2 separate regions of the Mus musculus genome follow, and region 2 is linked to region 1. The links are chromatin contacts, called in public Hi-C maps. All regions are on one chromosome and are shown on one strand. The core of a region is the stretch at or near the end of the contact, and the rest is flanking DNA. Distances in the headings are between cores, read along the strand shown. Region 1 holds the start of Pkd1l2 (polycystic kidney disease 1 like 2). Region 2 overlaps Gan (giant axonal neuropathy).

Region 1 (3,225 bases), core at 192-2,691:
GTCCCAAACATGCAAGAAGAAGAAGAAGTCTGCAGGCAAGGCACCTGGACAGGAAGATGAGGGTCCCAGAGAGAAGAGAGGAGAAGAGAAGGGAAGGATGAGACCCACCAAGAGACAGGGAGATACAGTTAGGGGAGAAAGAAAGAGCACAGGAAACCTGTAGAGATGGAGGGGATCCATAAAGAGAGATGGTTAGAGAGATGAAGACTGAGTGGGAAGAGGCAGACAGGCAGGAAGGGGAACAGGAAGGAAGGAAAGAAGATAGGCAGGGGGAGATAGAGGGGGCAGGGAGGAAGCCCCCACAGGACCAGCTCACCAAACTCGCAGACGAAGGCAAAGGTCTGTGTGCAATCCTCTAGGGCAGCCCACTGAGATGAAGGACCACTCCCGATGTAGCCGCAGCTCCCTGGGGCAGGTGTGGCCTGTCCTTCCTGCCAGTTGCTGTAGTTGACATTTGAGGTGTCCAGCCAGGTCCCAGAGCCTGAATGGAAGCAAGGGCAGCAGGGCTTGGCAGGGGTCCTCTCTTACCCTGCCTTACACAGAGTGTTTGACTGAACTCAGCTCCTCCTACGCCATAGGTGCTCAATCGATGGCTCTCTTTCCCCACACCAGAGAATGGGTGTGTCCTCACCATTAGTTTCATATGCTCAGACATAAACTGGACACCGTCTTGGAGCACCCATAAAAGGTGGTGCTACCTAGCCAGGAGTGACAGAAAGTAGAGCCCAGAGCATTCCATGATGCCCATGGGTAGATGACGCAGGGCATCTGCTCAAGCCATGTCTAGGCATGCGTGGAGTTCATTCTGAAGTGACTTGCATTGCTCCAGAAGTTTCTAGAGCCTGAGAAGGTGGTTGGAAGTGTTCAGGTGTGAGACTCGGCAACCTCCCGGGGAAGGTTTGCCCTCAGAATGTACGTACAGAGGCACTGCACCACAGAGAACATGAACTCCAGAACTAGAGAAATATAAGTGTGTTTTTAGACCACCCCCTCTGCTTGTTACTATACATGAATTATTTTAGCCAGTGCACCAAACAACTAATGGTCTCTTTGCCATGAAAATTAGAACATGTTAATTTGCCCCCTGGGGTTCTGAGTAAGAAGTAGTGATAAGAATTTTTATCAGACCCAGCTAAGCAGCACCTACCTCCCACAGTGCCATTGTGCCCCGAGCCTCCCGTGAGTCCGATCCACCATTCTCTGTCCTGGGTAATGTGCCTTTGCAGGAACTGCTGGGTGTCTTCATCGGGAATGAAGGCCAGATGGCCTCCGTGCCCTTCACACCAGCCCTGGGCGCCGGGGAAGGTGTGTTCCAGCGGCACAAACTCATAGCAAGCATCTCTGAAGAACACCTGGCTCCTTGAGCAGAGGCTGCCCCCTTCTGACTTAGCCACAGTGGCTCCACTGCTCAGTGCGAGCCCCAGGAACACCAAGCCTGCCATGGTCATCCTAGGACCACTGCCGGGGCTGCAGGGTGGAGATCGGCCCCCACTCCTTTATATGTTGCCATTCCCACAACCACCCACCATCCATCTTCCTTTCCAATTTTGCACCAAATAATAACTCTTGTTTATGGGACAAAATACACGGGGTGAATGTGTCTGTGTTTTGGTTTCACCCGGCAATTGTTCAAAGCCTGTCTGAAAAGCAATTCATGTTCAGATTTCTTGTAGAGGAAGATAAGGTTGCTATGATGCCTGTCTGACAGATTCTTTACTGTTCTTTTTTTCTTTTTGGGGGGAGCCATTACCTGAACGCCCAGTGTTTCTTCATGCGGGAGGTATGTGATACAACTCGCATAGAAGGTTAGTTATAGGATGGCACACATTCAGAGTGGTACCCTTATGCAGTCCTATTGTGTGGAAGGACATCTGCCCCCAGGTGATAACCGTCTTCCCGTCTCGTGGGACAGGCAGGTCCCCTTCCGACACATCATGTCATCATTTATGCTGACCGGAGGATAAAACATCCCTACAAGATTTATTTCATGTCATCAAATAACTTTTATAAACTATCCATCCTCAGCCATCACCCAGGCCGTCTGGAGTGTGGCCAGGATCTGTGGTAAAACGAAAAGCTCTTATCTTTGTACACAAGACTCTGTCTAGTCTGGCCCCGGACAAGATGTCAGTCCTTCCGGCCCACTTCTCCTCCTTCAGGGCTTAACTCAAAACTACTTCTTGAGACTGGGGAGATGACTCAGGGTAAAACACAAGCCACACAAGCCTGAGTTTGGTCCCCAGAACCCGGTAATAGTCCAGATGTGGTAGTGTGCGGATATAATCCCAGCACAGCAAGATTCTAGTAAGACATAACAAACAATCCTAAGGCAAGGTGGGAGGAAGGGACAAGCGTTCTGCAGGCTCTCTGCTGCCTCAGCTTCCTGCCGTAAAAAGATGTCATTACACCTCTACCTGTGTGTGTGTGAGTGTGTGTGTGTGTGTATGTCCCTGTGTGTCTGTGTTGTGTGTCTGTGTGTCTGTATCTCTGTGTGTGTCTGTGTGTATGTTTGTCTGTGTGTGTGTGTCTGTATGTATGTGTCTGTGTGTATGTCTGTGTCTCTGTGTGTGTCTGTGTCTGTATGTGTCTGTGTGTATGTCTGTGTGTGTGTGTCTGTATGTGTCTGTGTGTGTGTCTGTGTCTATGTGTGTGTGTGTGTGTGTGTGTCTGTGTCTCTGTGTATGTCTGTGTCTGTATATATCTGTGTTTGTGTGTGTATATGTGTGTGTCTGTGTCTATGTGTGTGTCTGTGTGCGTGTGTATCTGTGTCTATGTGTGTGTCTCTATATGTCTGTGTCTATGTGTGTGTCTCTGTATGTCTGTGTCTATGTGTGTGTGTGTGTGTGTGTGTGGCTCTGTGTATGTCTGTGTGTCTGTGTCTATGCATGTCTCGATGTGTGTCTGTGTGTGTGTGTCTGTGTGTGTGGAGAGGTCAGTCCCCCCTCTCCATGGGTTTCAAACTTCACTCCTCAGGCCTGAGCAGAGAACAGCTTGGATAAGTCAGTTCTCTCCCTTCCGCTGTGGGAGCCTTCACTCCCTGAATTGTCTCTCCAGCCTCCCGCTTCAGTTTCTGAGAGAGGCTCTCTCACTGAACTTGAAGCTCACTAGCCAGCTAGACTGACTGGCCAGTGATGAGCAGGAATCCTCCTGTCTCCCCAGGGCTGGGATTATAGACACACTGTCACTGCCTCAGCTCTGACATGGGTTTGGAGCTAGAGCTTGGGT
Region 2 (3,051 bases), core at 138-2,637, 120 kb after region 1:
AAGGCGTGGCAGTAGGAACAGCTAAGGGGTTACATCTTCATCCAAAAGGTGGAGGGAGGGAAGGAGGGGGGGAGGGAGGGAGGGGGTCAGAGGACTGGTAATGATGAGTCTCTTAGAACCACAAAGCCCACTCACTACCAGTGGCACACCTCCTCCGACAAGTACACACACACACACACACACACACACACACACACCCTGCAACCCTTCCCAAGCAGTTCCACCAACTAGGGACCAAGGATTCAAATATATGGGTTTATGGGGTTTATTCTCATTCAAACCACCATAGTGACTTAAGGAAACAACACGGAACCTGGAACTTAGCACATATCTGACGTTGTCCTGTTAGTGTAATGGCTGCTTTTTTGTTGTTGTTTTGTTTTGCATACAGAGTTTCTCTGTGTAATCCAGGCTATCTTGGAACTTGCTACATAGACCAGACTGACACTGAAACTCAGTGATCCACCTACTTCTGCCTGGGGTTAAAGGCTTGCACCACTACACCTGGCCATATGTAGCCTTTTATGACAGGGCCTGCATCTGCTTTTCCTGCTGCTGTCTGCCCAGAGGCTCTACACTGAGCCCTTAGCTAGCTCATCTCTAGGCTGCTTCTGCCTGAAATACCCCTCATTGCCCATCTAGTTAACTTGGCTGTTTCCAAAGCTGTCACTCTCCAGAGAAAGCCTTTGCTGTCCTCTTCCATGCTTACACACACACCTCAGACCCTGATCCCTAAGCTTCTGCACATAGGGCTGGCTTCCTAACTGCTAACTGAGTGTATACACGGCTCGGTCCCACGTGGTCCTCCAGTAGGAAACCTGACAGGCATCAGATGCTCAGTGCATCATGTGTCAATTGAGCTGGTGTCTGAGATATTAAAACACTGTCAGGATTCAATTGCCAGGACCGACCCCCAAAAGCGAAAGAAAGCGGAGTCCCACAGCCTGTCCTCTGACCTCCACACAGCTTGTCAGTGCATGCACACAGACACAAACACAACAGAGATACACAGAGACACTGACACACACACACAGACACACACATGTACAGATACAGAGACACTGACACACACATATACAGATACACAGACACACACATATACAGATACACAGGCACAGAGAGAGAGAGAGACAAGCACACAACACAGACACACACAGTAAATGAATAAATGTAAGAAGAACAACCTTTTTAAAAATGCCAGACAGGCCATGGCGTGAGCCTGTGGTAGGCACTGCCCCTCCCCTCCTCTCACACATTTTCGTAAGCACCAGGCAGTGTTCTCACTCCAGTGACGTATTCAGATCCCCAGGGGAGCCTGCTGCACAGTGTGGCCCTATGCACTTTATTACCAGATGGGGGTGCCATAAGATAGCGCCTCCTTTCCTGACTTTGAGATCGGCGAAGAATAAACAGACACAGTGTTAGACATGCCTGTGACTGTTGCCTGGTCTGTCACGTGTTTTCCCTCTCAGACACTTCAGACGAGTCTTTACTTCCCGTCATCAGAGGGAGATTGCCAGGGGAATTCAGTAGACAGAAAATGAGGAGGCAGCTTGGAAGGCATTTGCTGGGGGGTGGAGGGGATGTCAGGCTTCTTACTTCTCCTTTGAGAAGCCACAGTGGGGGAGGCTGCCTCCGTAGGAAATAGTGTATTCATCTCCTGCCCAGATGAGCGGGAGACAGTCTGTCCCGCCTGATTAACAAGCAGTAGCAGTGTGTTTGCCTTCTGATAAACTACTTTTTTGTGATGGCTGACTCCGTGCGTAGTCAGCGTGAGCTGCAACATGTCAGAGTCGTTTGCTTACCTTTCTTTTCCTTTTGTCTGCTGCCTTGGGTGGGATCAAGTCTGACTGTAACACTTCCCAGGCGTGCCGGGACACACTGTATTGTTAGAAGAACCTTGGGTTCCAGTCAGCCTGCTCAGAGTCCCTTCTGAGTAGGAGACCACAGCGCTGTGATGGGAAGGAGGGCGATGCTTTGTTTCTTATTCGTTTCTTTTTTTAAGATTTATTTATTATTATTATAGATAAGTACACTGTAGCTGACTTCAGACACACCAGAAGAGGGAGTCAGATCTCATTAGGATAGTTGTGAGCTACCATGTGGTTGCTGGGATTTGAACTCAGGACCTTCAGAAGAGCAGTCGGTGCTCTCACCGGCTGAGCCATCTCACCAACTGTGATTTGTTTCTATGTGTCTACTTTAACTCTTTCTTTTTCTGTTTCTGTTTCGAGGTCTCACTCTGTAGCCCTGACTGGCCTGGAACTCTATATAGTCTGGGCATGTCATGATCTCACAGAGATCTGCCTGCCTGCCTCTGACTCCCCACCATGCCGGACCTTATATTTATTTTTTATTACTTATTTATGTATGTGTGCGATATGTGGGAGATGATCAAGGGGGTCAAAAGAGGGTGTGAGATCCCTAGGAGCTGGAGTTGTGAGCACCAGACATGGATGCTAGGACCCGAACTTAGGTCTTCTTGAAAAGCAGCCAGCACTCTTTACCACTGAGCATGTCCCTGGCCCCATCCTTGTATTTAAAGGGGTTGGGGGAGGGGGGCCAGTCAGTAAAGTACTTGCTGCTCAAACCTTCGGGTCTTCATTCTGTCCCTGGTACCCTCAAGAAAGCCAGGTATGACATCGGCCTAGACCCGTGTGCAAGCACACCATCACACACGAATACATACATAAACACATGTGAATATAACATCATCACACATGAATACATACACAAACACACAAAAAATAAGTTCCCAATCTTAAAACCTTTTTTTTCTAATATACACCATGCATCTCCAGCCTTTGTTTTCCCAGACTCCCCTGTGTAAACAGAGAGCAGCTGCCAGGACCTCTTGTCAGTGACACTCAGGGCATTTGTAAAACACTGAGCATGAGCAAAACCAGATGCTACACAGTCACTGCCTGCCTCATGCGTTCCCCTGCAGCTACGAGGCTCAGGCACTGTCAGCCTCCAGTCTCACAGTGAGCACGGCGCACAGGTGCTGAGTGGTCAGCAGACCTGGAACCCACACTCGGGCTTTGGGGCTGC

The links. A called contact is a pair of places that touch in the nucleus more often than the background predicts.
Region 2: a contact with region 1 is called in a Hi-C map of the G1E-ER4 cell line, with 2.3 times the contacts expected there. The contact joins the enhancer-like site here to the promoter of Pkd1l2 in region 1. A contact is called at or near these places in 13 of 39 promoter capture datasets (the 3T3-L1 cell line, 3T3-L1-derived adipocytes, the HPC-7 cell line and 7 more), 2 of 15 datasets of contacts at CTCF or cohesin (large pre-B cells and pro-B cells), 16 of 484 Hi-C or Micro-C datasets (B cells, ECoMG-derived neutrophils, the G1E-ER4 cell line and 10 more), 2 of 115 datasets of contacts at active chromatin or transcription factors (the HPC-7 cell line and embryonic stem cells) and 3 of 9 other capture datasets (adipose tissue, embryonic stem cells and pancreatic islet).

Annotation. Positions count from the first base shown.
Region 1 is chr8:117,081,008-117,084,232 of GRCm38.p6, forward strand. It overlaps Pkd1l2 (polycystic kidney disease 1 like 2), which reads right to left and starts at 1,442. Exons shown (of 43, transcript NM_029686.4): 1 at 1,148-1,442; 2 at 317-481. The coding sequence starts at 1,442.
Region 2 is chr8:117,196,889-117,199,939 of GRCm38.p6, forward strand. The region is part of intron 9 of Gan (giant axonal neuropathy); the gene reads left to right. Among named protein-coding and RNA genes, the nearest start is that of Gan, 40 kb to the left of the region's middle. Within about 2 kb of position 1,388, at least 141 of the 459 cell types and tissues checked have an H3K27ac peak or open chromatin away from gene starts, as enhancers often do. A contact at or near this core is called in B cells, ECoMG-derived neutrophils, the G1E-ER4 cell line and 9 more, where this site is marked.